2 separate regions of the Sus scrofa genome follow, and region 2 is linked to region 1. A link is a contact called in public HiChIP or PLAC-seq data. All regions are on one chromosome and are shown on one strand. Each heading gives the region's core, a stretch centred on a gene start, on an enhancer-like site or on the middle of the called end of the contact. The rest is flanking DNA. Distances are from core to core; before and after follow the strand shown. Region 1 overlaps ADAMTS5 (A disintegrin and metalloproteinase with thrombospondin motifs 5). Region 2 has its middle 120 kb from the start of N6AMT1.

Region 1 (5,407 bases), core at 939-3,438:
AAAAAGGAACCAACTGATACTAAGCACTAAATCTTTCAATACTGCCTCCAGACGTGGAGCAGAGACCTATTCCCACCTTTCATCTAAGGGCCAAGAAAGACACAGTGTGGCACCACTCCAAACTGGATAGAAAAAAACTGCTCAGTTCATGTTGATTAAAGCTATGGGTTTGAGGGTAAATACCAAGTTTAATCCCAGCTTCCTTTCACCTCACATCTCACAACCAGTCCTGACATCTGATTCTGTGCCCTTGGCTTTGGTCTATGGTGTTTCAAGGGCCTCTGCAGCTTTTCAAAACAGGCCCTGTTTAATCTAATCATCTGTGGGAGCAGAGTCACATGCAGATCAGCACAACCAGAGAACTTGCTCCAACCGCAGCAAAACACAGGCAGCCATACTGCTGTGTCTCGACCACTTCCTAAAGCCTCCCGTGGAAGATTTGACCCTGAGTTGCCTGACTTGAGCTTAGGAAATATTCTGGAGTCTTTCAAGGTGGAGAGATTCACTTAGCACATTTTATAATTAACTGCGCTAAAGCTGAAGCTTCAGCATGTTTGCAAACTATGGATTTCATTAGCCTAAATAAAATCGGATTGTTCCCCCACCACATTAGAAGCTGGCCCAACATCGACAAAATTATTATGTTGAAGAGCCATGCGCAGCAGGCGAAATCTTTATTATCACGAGCCAATAATAAATATTTGACAAGTTAAAAATATAAACTCCGAATGTAAACTTAGATTCACTTGACATTTGCTCCAGTTCGCATTCGGATTGCACTATGCTAGAACCACATTCTTACCTCCACCGAAGGCCCAGGGATAGGGATTGTGTTCTTGATAGTTTAAAACAACTTTCTTAAATATCCTAACAATTTTTTTTTTGGTCTTTTTGCCTTTTCTAGGGCTGCTCCTGTGGCATATGGAGGTTCCCAGGCTAGGGGTCTAATCGGAGACCCCTACAGCAGAGCCGCAGCAATGGGGGATCAAAGCCACGTCTGCAACCTATGCCACAGCTCACGGCAATGCCGGATCCTTAACCCACTGAGCAAGGCCAGGGATCGAACCCGCAACCTCATGGTTCCTGGTCAGATTCTTAACCACTGCGCCACGACGGGAACTCCTTAAACATCCTAACAATTTACGCAATGTTGACATGCACTTAACGTAGCAAGAAAGCAGGTAATTTGTCTCTGCCTCTGCAGAGTCTAGGTGCATCCAACTCTTATTTTCCAGAAGGCTGTATTGACATCAGTTGGCTATGCCTCTCCAAAATCCAGCTTTTTTTTTTTGTAAAGAATTAGCAGGGAAAGAGAAGTGTTCCCATTAGCACAGGGCACATGAAGAATCATTTTTCAGAAATGTTCACTGAAGTCACTTCATTATGACTTGAATATCATGAATAGAAGAGATATAGGGTAAGGATTTCAGATTTGCCTCTCTTTATCTTACATGATAATTCTCAATGCAGGGACATTTTTAGATGGAGGGAATGAAAGGAAACAAGGAAAAGGGAGAAAAAGAACAGAGAACTTTTCTTTTTTTTTTTTTTTTTTTTTTATCATTTGTCTTTATAGGGCAGCACCCTCAGCATATGGAGGTTCCCAGGCTGGGGTCAAATCAGAGCTAAAGTTACTGGCCTACACCACAGCCACAGCAATGCAGGATCCGGACTGCGTCTGCGACCCACACCGCAGCTCACCGTAATGACAGATCCTTAACCTACTGAGTGATGCCAGGGATCGAACTTGCATCATCATGGATCCTAGTAGGGTTTGTTAAACGCCGACCCACCCACGAAGGGAACTCCCCAAAGTGTTATTCTTAATTAAATACAGCCTTTTACTGCTTATAGAAGAAACAAAGTAGAAAAATCATGGGAACAGCCTGGAAATTTTCTCCACAGCTTATGTTTTGAGCACAGGCACATATTTACACTGTGTGATGAAGCAAATTGCTCATTTTGGAATGGGCTCAGGCAAATTCAAAACACTCTAGCCAAACCGAGGTTTCACAACGTCATCTTATCACCATATGCAGCCTGTATATATAACCTCCAAATCTGGAAAGTAATAAATGTCTAATAAAAGGCAAAGGAGGAAATTACATAAGAAGAAAGGAGGAGAATTAGAATCCAGAGCATAGTTAATTCCAGCTGATGGCTTCAAGCAACCATCTAAAAATAAAGTGCTGGAAACAGAACATCAAGCTGTGTTACCCAAGATCGCCCTGGCTGCAGAGGCAAAGCTCTGTAATAGCATACAGATGATTAGGAAATATTTTGTAAGGTTATCTTCTCTAAAATGTTTAAGGCTCATACTTCACAACACATGTTTGCAATATTTAGGCAAAACGTGAAATTAAAGAATAATAAAGCAATTAGAAAATAAAGTGAATGAAAGCCAGGTCTCCTTGTGAAAGGGAAATTAAATTCATATCCACCTGCCCCCAAACCTTACATTTCTCGGATTAGGCCATATGTAATGCAAAAAGGGAAATTAAGTAGGCGCTGTTTGATTGAAGAATGAATTATAGAGCATTCTAAAGAGGTAAATAGAAGTGATTCAACCGAGAAATTAAAGGGAACACAGAGTGTACTCAGACATCAAAGATTTAGGTTTGATTTTTTGCATAGAAAGCCACAGTTTTCCTGCACTGTTATCTTATAAAACGATGTTTACTCTTCCTGTATTAAGAAAAGTTCTTATTGCACATATACAAATGTTAATAAAATGCTTGTTCTTACTCAAAGGCACCTGGCCTTCTCCCTCTCTGACTGCTGTGCCTGCCAGGTAATTAATCCCTTGGTTTAGGAGCTCAGGAGGGTCAGGAAGGGTGACGCTGGAAGGTTCTTCATTCCAGTCCAGTTGCCTTGAGGGTCAGTGCAGCCTCCAAGAAGCTGCATTTTCTGCCACGGTGGTTCCTCTACAAAGAAACCTCCCAGATGCTGCCAATGTGTGAAAATGGATCACTAGAGAATTAAAGGAAGAAATAGCTCTTCCTCCATGGAATCTGTAATCGCTACTTTAGACGGTTAGGATTTAGGGCTTATGATCTTATGGATGTTTGCTGCCATGATTCTGCTCTGTTGCTTATTCCTTATCTTTCCTCTGCTCCATCTGAGATGAACCAGCCTCTACCTACCCAAGGCTTAGAACTTTTCTTATGAAACTTCCACTGTGATTAATGACTGGTGTACTTTTTCAATTGTCTCTGTGTAATCAAATGCTCTTGAGTATTTGAACTAATACTTTACTAATACTAATACTTGTCTTAGCTTTGCTGCAAAATTAGAATGTTGTCTGAGGCAGCTCTTGTATTTCTTCCACTTACACATGCGTGCATACCCAGAGATGTAATAAACATCGATGAAGGATCAATGTCAGGCTGTATTTTTTAATCAGTTAATAGGCATGAGTGAAAGATAGGTGAAAACATAATCTCGTCCCTGAAGTTCAAATGCCATTTGTGTTTTAAAAACATTTATGGTCATACCAGGTCTCCTGGTGCAGCCACCAGGGAGCCAAGCCTCATTCATTATTAGTCTACCTACTAGGGAAGAAACAGAGACTCATTGTCAGAATCTCTTGCCTGAGATAAAACAAAGAACATGGAGACAGATCTAGGACTCCATTCTGAAACTAAAGATGCTCAATTAATAAAGCATCAGACTGAATTATTATCAGTGATGCTGTTGGATGGTAATTTACATTTCATTCAAATATTATGTTTGTGGTTTTCTGCTTTGATGGTAAGAAGAGGGTTGGTTAAAAGATGTCAAGAAGAGAGTCAAGAAATTTAAGGTCATGATTAATACATACTAATTGGAATTTAAGTACTGGTTTCTATTTTACTGCTCCCATATACTTGCTTAGGCAATTACACTTTCAAAGTGAACTTAAGTCCCTAAAGAAAATACAGCAGCCAAAAATCAACACATAGTGAAATATTCTCTGCCTATGAGGAATGTGAAAAAAAAGTTTTAATAGCGGTTTAAAATTACGGTTTTAGCTTAAGAAAATGAAATCTTTTTAATAAAACACAGCAATAAGTACAACAATTATCAAACATACTTTGCCCTCCAAAAGATAACGCTAAACAGTGATACCTCACTTTTTAATAAAAGTGAATGAACTAGTTAATTAGAAAAGGAAATAGAAGTAGGAGTTCCCATCATGGCACAATGGAAACAAATCCGACTAGTAACCATAAGGATGCGGTTCGATCCCCGGCCTCGCTCAGTGGGTTAAGGATCTGGTGTTGCCATGAGCTGTGGTGTAGGTCACAGACATGGCTCAGATCTGGCATGGCTGTGGCTGTGGCTGTGGCCAGCAGCTGTAACTCCAGGTCGACCCCTAGACTGGGAACTTCCATATGCCGCAAGTGCAGCCCTAAAAAGTCAAAAAAAAAAAAAAAAAAGAAAAAAAGGCAAAACAAAAGTATACGTGGATATAAATAACAGCTGGTATCTTTAACCTATCCAACTGGGTCCCTGAAATCACACAATGCAATAGGCACTATTATTCCTATATTTCAGATATGAAAACTGAAGCTTGCAGAATTTAAGTAATAAGACCAAGGTGACACAGGTAGAAAGCATTTTAGCAAGAACTGAGCCCAAATGTATCGAATTCTAATATCTAATCCTGAATACTACATTAATTTCTCATATACCTGGTGGCCTAGGATAATGATTAGGACACACGTATTCTGAACTGCTGGGATATTTTTCAATAAACTCAGTCCTCAATTTCTAGTTTTAGGACTTAGATGACTCTCTTAGGACAAACAAACCAGGCAAAAAGTGACATTTTAAAACAAACCCGGTGGCTGCTAGGTTTTGTTTCCTTTGCTTTGCTGTTCAAAATAAGACAGGAATGTGGACCAGAGGCTATTGATGCGCTTTGACAGGAGCCTACTGTTATCACTCACAGTAGAATAAAACCTGATGAATTTCTGTGTAACCTGATTAGCCCCGGATGAGTCAATAGAATACCTTCAGGTCTGCATGCTGCGTTCCACTGTCAACTGCGGCAAATTCTGCCTAAGAGTCATTTATGGATGCTTCAAAAGACAGTGGCTGTAGCGAATTTCTCTTAAACTTTTAAACGGCACTGACAGAAAGGAAATATCTACTGTGTGTGCCTGACTTGGCTTCCCTTCCCTCTTATTAGTTAACCCTAAAAAGTGCAAATATAAACAAATGCAATCCCCAGGGGTACATCTGAACCGGGAAAAATCTGGAATTAATTGCCAAGTATTTGGTTCCTGTTGCAGCTGTTACAAGTGTTTGATTTGGCCAGGGAAGACAAAGGGCCCCGCATACCAATTTCGTGAGCCACGGTGAAGGCTGCGTGGAGGCCATCATCTTCAATCACAGCACAGCTGCGCTCGGGAGAACATATGGT
Region 2 (6,258 bases), core at 539-3,038, 1.7 Mb after region 1:
TGATGACATCACTTAACCTTCATCTCCCTCCTGAAAGACCCTATCTCCAAAGACAGTTACAGCCCGAGATCCTGAGGGGTGAGGATTTCAACATGTAAATGGGGAGAAGGAAGAACATAATTCAGTCCATAACAAGAAATAAGTTAAAGAGTTTGCTTCTGATGTTTGGGTCTAAGACAAATAGAAGTAAGTAACAAGGCTGGGTTAAGATACCTAGAAAGAAAGGTGTGGGAGGGAGGAAGAGGTGGAAAGAAGGGAGGGAGGGAGGAAGAGAGGGAAGAAAAGCTGGAAGCACAACTAGAGTCTAAATTGGTTCAAACAAGGGATCTTAAGGAATTATACCTACTAGAAGAGGAAGAAGCCAAAAACAAGAGAAGTGGTGAAACCTGGATGATACCAGCCATTAAGACCACTCATCTTTGCTTATTATGCCCTGTATGGTCCAAGGGTATCCTGAACCTGCAATGTCACTGTGGCTACCCAATAGTGTGTCGCTCTGAAGCTCTCCAAGAAACCAGGCACTCAGTTGATCCCAGCAAAAACTGCCACAAAAGTGTTCTTTAAGTTTGCATTGGAAATTTCATCTAAATGGAGCAATATAGAAAACTATAGATTTGCTATTCTTGAAAGGTGTGATCAGTTCACTGTTGGGCTCCATGGTCTGCAGCGCCTCTTGAAGACAGAACCCTGTGTTGTTTTTCCTGCGCTGATACAGCCAGCTAGGGAAGCAGAGCCAGCTCACCCTGTTATATTCCCACTAAAGCATCAGCCTGATATTTCACCGTTTGGCTGCTCCTGTCTCACCATAGGAAAGGACTGTTGTGCCTATTCCCTAATCTATTATTTCTCTTAATAAACGAAGCAGCAGCTTCCGTTTATTACAATTCTCTGCTATGCTTAAGGCTCAGGCAAGGCAGTTTACACACAGGATCTCATTTGATAATCACCTTGGCAAACTCTTCAACCATGAATGCACTTACCGAGATCTATTTTATACACAAATGGTTATAAAACATGTAAACCATAGGAATCATATTTTGTAACCATTCTGTTTATGCTATTAGGAAAAAAGCCATAGGCTGCCAATCAAAAAGAGTTAATTATGAACGGAACAAACTTATGTTGTTTGTCTTGCAACTTTGCAGCAGTTGATATATTCTGGCCCTGAGGCTTTATACTTCAACTCCTATGCTGTTTTTTGTTTGTTTGTTTGTTTGTTTGTTTGTTTTTCACTGATAATTTTGAATCCTCAAATGCAGGGTCACAGATAATACACCCTTTAGGCTCCCATTTGAAAATCCCAGACAATAACTTTATACCTAAGTAACACAGAAACAACAAAAGTATATTTTATCTATGTAAAAAGCGCAAATAAAAGTAATTGTTCCTTACAAGCTTAATTCCAATTACTGCTACAAGTGGAAAGCCCGTAGTTAATACGCGGTCCACTTAGCTCACAAAATGAACGGGTTGGTTTAATCGTTTTGTGGGGTAATACTGCCTCTGGTGGTGGCTAAGAAGAACTTCACATTTAATTGCAGAGCGTCATTATCTGAATCCTTGCAACATTCCTGGTTCCTTTTAGCTAGTTTATGATTCCCCTGATCTATAAAAGATACAGAGAATCTGACATATACATATTGTGTAATCTGCATGTTATTTAAATTTCATGGATGATGTTTTTCCAGGCGTTCACTTTTTAAATTCGGCCAAGAGGGAACTGCTCTGGAGGGGTGATTTAAAGGTTTCAGTTCTGGCTTTACCTGGCTGTGCCCTTCGCTGCAGATCAAGGCGTCCTGGGACGCGCCCAAACCCAAGCGCTTTTCTTCCTGCTACCCGCCCCTATCTCACTTCCACCTTCAGTTCCACTTCCTTGCATCCTATTAATGCACCAATGTTCTCATTTTGCCTGAGGTTTTGATGAATAATAGGCAAGCTCCCGCTTCCCAGATATCATTTGCATTAGAGCGCTTCCCGAAATACCATGACACACCCCTTCCCAGAAACAATTATGAAAGGGAATTTTAAGATACAAAACAGACCCATGGGATAATTTTTCTCACCCTTTCTGATGATATAGGATGTCTGCAAGGACCCTGGAGTTTTTTCCAAACCTTAGACCTCTGCTGCCACCTACAGGAAAATTTTTGTAACAGCATGTTCTACCGCTACTATGTCAAAAACGTTCGCAAAGTTTCAGCTATACAAGATGCTTTAACTTCTGGAGATCTGCTGTCAACATCGTGCCCATAAATATGTTGTGCACTTCAAAAAGAGTTGAGGGTATATCTCATGTTGAGTGTTCTTACAATAAAGAAACAAAAGCTTTTTTTTTTTTTTTTTTTTTGCTTTTTTAGGGCCTTAGCCCCAGCATTTGGAAGTTCCGAGACTAGGAGTGGAATCAGAGCTCCTACACCACAGCCACAGCAACGCGAGATCCGAGCTGCATCTATGACCTACACCATAGCTCAAAGTAACGCTGGATTCCCCAATCCACTGAGCAAGGCCAGGGATGGAACCCACATCCTCATGCATACTAGTGGGATTCATTTCCACTAAGCTGGAATGGAAACTCCCAATAACAGCTCTTTGAAATAGAGGAGGGGAAGGAAGGAGGGAGGAAGAAAGAAAGGAGGAAAGGCTACCAGGAGAAACATGTCTGAATTTTGTAACAGCGCCAGCTAAGGAAAAATTGGCTGGCATCTATTTTATGGTACTTCACAAATTTTATAGCACTTTTTATTTGCTACTCTATCAAATAATAGGATAATAAAAATAGGAGTTCCCATTGTGGTTCAGCGGGTTAAGAACCCAGCGTGGGTTCTGTGAGGATGCAGGTTGAATCCCTGGCCTCATTCAGTGGGTTAAGGATCTGGTTAAGTGGTATAGGTCACATATAAAGCTCAGATCTGGTGTTGCTGTGGCTGTGGCATAGGCCTGCAGCTGCAGCTTGGAATCGACCCCTAGCCCAGGAACTTCCATATGCTCCAGGTACAGCCATGAAAAGAAAAAAGAAAAAAAGAAAGGAAAGAAAAGAAAGAAAGTAGCTAATGCTACTTCTATCGTGTAAATATATAAATAATAAAAGCATGAAATTTTCGTATTACATATACAGAACAAAACTATATGACATAAGTAATATCCTTACATCCTACAGTAAGAACCCCTGGCAATTAAAGGGGACTTACTACGCGGCCAGCTGGGTTCTCTGTACTTTATCACTGTTACCATGTTTACACCTTTAATTTCTCAATTATACCTCGAGGTGAATACTATTATTAGCTCTACTTTGCAGAGGAGGGAACTGAGATTCCGAGAAACTCACTTGTCTAAAGGTCCCCTTCTGGTTAGGAGCCGAGCTTGGATCCAAGCCCTGTCCATCTGCCTTCAGAGTTGGTGTTCCTCACCACAGCGTGGACGCCTGTCATTTCAGTAAGCAGATGATAACGAGAAATGCGGTGCTGTGAGATAAGAAGAATTAAACCCAGCATCACCCCTGCATTCATTCACAAGGATCACTGGGCCCTGAGAAGGCAGAGGTGAGTGAGATAAGCAAGGGCCTTTCTCACTACCATGCATGCTAATATGAAGACAATCAACAGAAAATAGACTTTTTTTTTTAAAGAACTGTGTGTGTAATAAGCATAGCTTATGAAATAGATAAGCTATGTTGAGAATCAGGGTTATGATGCTGTGGGACAAAGTGAAGCTGTTTTATGTTGAGCGATCTGAAAGGAGGCGATATTAAGCTGAGCCAATCAAAAATTTAATCTATCTTGAAGTTCCCCTAGCAGTTAAGGGTCTGGCATTGTCCGTGCTGTGGCTTGGGTTTAATCCCTGGCCTGGGGAACGTCCGAATGCTGTGAATGTGACCAAATTTTTTTAATAATTTTTTTAATTTAAAAATAAAAATGTAATCGATCTAATATGAAGTTCAGGGGAGCTGGAGCACTCCAGGAAGATGTGAGAGCTAGTTCAAAAACCCTCAGGTGGGGAAGCATCTCTCCACAGGCTTGAAGAGCACAAACAAGTCCCATTGTCAAGAGTGAAGGGGGTGGGGGGCGGAGAATAGAGGTTTGAGTCTCAGGCATTGCTCACCATGGAAGGCTTATAATATTTGGGGCATGGGGACTTTATGGTGGGAAGGGAAGAATTTGGAAGACTTCAAGCCTATTAAGAAATCACTCTGGGGAGTTCCTGTAGTGGCTCAGTGGTAACAAACCTGACTATTATCCATGAGGACACAGGTTCAATCCCTGGCCTCACTCAGTAGGTTAAGGATCCAGCATTGCCATGAGCTGTGATATAGTTCGCATACATGGCTCGGATCCTGCGTTGTTATGGCTGTGGTATAGGTCAGCAGCTACAGCTCTGATTTGACCCCTGGCCTGGGAATTTCCATATGCTGCAGGTGTGGCCCTAAAAAGACCCCCCAAAATTAATTAATTAATTAATTAAGCCATCACTCTGGCTGCTCCACGTAGAAAGGGTTTGAAGGAAGACAGAATAGGAGAAAGCAGGATACCCAGTCAGAAATCACTTAGTATGCACTGCATTCTGTATATTTCAGAATATACAGTGGGAAAAAGTCTCTTCAACTAGTGATGCTGGGCAAGTGGGACAGCCACCTGGAAAGTGATGAAGTTAGAACACACCCTCTTATGTTGCACAAAAATAAACTCAAATGGCTTAAAGACTTAAACATAAGACATGAAACCATAAAACCTTTCAAAGAGGTCATAGGCAAAACATTATCTGACAAAAATCATACCAATTTTTTCTTAGATCAGACTCCCAGGGCAATAGACTTAAAACAAAAAGAAACAAATGGGACCTAATCAAACATACAAGCTTTTGTACAGCAAAGGAATCCATAAACAAAATGAAAAGACAACTACAGAATGGAAGAAAATATTTGCAAATGATGTGACCAACAAAAGGGCTTAATTTCCAAAATATACAAACAACTCGTACAACTCAACAACAAAAACAAACAAACTCAATCACACAATAGGCAGAAGATCTTCATGCCAAAGAAGACTTACAAATGACCAACAGGCACATGAAAAAATGCTCAACATCACTAATGATTAGAGAAATGAAAATCAAAGCTACAATGAGGTACCAACTCACACCAATCAAAATGGCCATTATTAACAAGTCTGCAAATAACAAATGTTGAAGAGGATGTGAAGAAAAAGGAACCTTCCTACACCATTGGTGGGAATGTAAATCAGCACAGCCACTATGGAAAATAGTACAGAGAATCCTCAGAAAACTAAGGATAGAGTTACCATATTATCCAGCAATCCCACCCCTGGGCAAATATCCAAACAAAACTATAATTCAAAAAGATACATTCACCCCTATGCTCACGGCAGCACTATTCACAATAGCCAAGACATGGAAACAACCTAAATGTGCAGGGACAGATAAATGAATAAAGAAGATGTGGTATATATACACAATGGAATACCACTCAGCCATTAAAAAGAACAAAATAATGCATCACAGCAACATGGATGCAACTAGGGATTCTCTTACCAAGTGAGGTATGTCAGAAAGAGAAAGACAAATACCATATGATAGCATTTATATGTGGCATCTAAGATGACACAAATGAACCTATCTATGAAAGAGAAACAGACTCACAGACATGGAAGACAGACTTGTGGTTGCCACGGATGAGGGGTTTCAAGGAGGGGTGGTCTAGGAGGTTGGGGTTAGCAGATGAAGCTATTATACACAGAGGGATTAATCAACAAGATCCTACAGATAGCACAGAGAACTGTATTCTGTATCCAGTGATAAACCATAATGGAAAAGAAGACTTTTTAAAAAGAGTGTATATAGGTATGGCTCAGCAGGTTAAGAACCCAACGGGGTGTCAGTGAGGATGTGGGTTCCATCCCTGGTCTCAGTGTTGAGGATCTGGAATTGGCCCAAACTGCCGTGGAGGTCACAGATGTGGCTTGGATCTGGTGTTGCTGTGGCTGTGGTGTAGGCCTTCGCTGCAGCTCCGATTTGACCCCTAGCCTGGGAACTTCCATATGCCACAGGTGTGGCCTTAAAAAAAAAAGTGTGTGTGTGTGTGTGTGTGTGTGTGTGTATGAATCACTTTGCTGTATAGCAGAAATTAATACAATGCTGTAAATCAACAACACGTCAATTTAAAAAAAAAAAAGAAAAAGAAATTACTTGCAATAGTGTGTCAAGATGTGAAGACGCCTTCAACCAGTAGTGATGGGGGATGGAGCC

The links. HiChIP or PLAC-seq counts read pairs in DNA pulled down with a chosen protein or histone mark.
Region 2: an H3K27ac HiChIP or PLAC-seq map of skeletal muscle shows a contact between it and region 1, with 7 times the contacts expected there. The contact joins two enhancer-like sites. A contact is called at or near these places in 3 of 47 Hi-C or Micro-C datasets (embryonic fibroblasts, fetal skeletal muscle and mesenteric adipose tissue) and 1 of 2 datasets of contacts at active chromatin or transcription factors (skeletal muscle).

The regions. Positions count from the first base shown.
Region 1 is chr13:190,392,518-190,397,924 of Sscrofa11.1, forward strand. It overlaps ADAMTS5 (A disintegrin and metalloproteinase with thrombospondin motifs 5), which reads right to left. Exons shown (of 8, transcript XM_021070866.1): 2 at 5,326-5,407. Among named protein-coding and RNA genes, the nearest start is that of ADAMTS5, 17 kb to the right of the region's middle. Within about 2 kb of position 2,189, at least 4 of the 83 cell types and tissues checked have an H3K27ac peak or open chromatin away from gene starts, as enhancers often do. A contact at or near this core is called in skeletal muscle, where this site is marked.
Region 2 is chr13:192,121,598-192,127,855 of Sscrofa11.1, forward strand. No RefSeq gene overlaps it. Among named protein-coding and RNA genes, the nearest start is that of N6AMT1, 120 kb to the right of the region's middle. Within about 2 kb of position 1,789, at least 23 of the 83 cell types and tissues checked have an H3K27ac peak or open chromatin away from gene starts, as enhancers often do. A contact at or near this core is called in skeletal muscle, where this site is marked.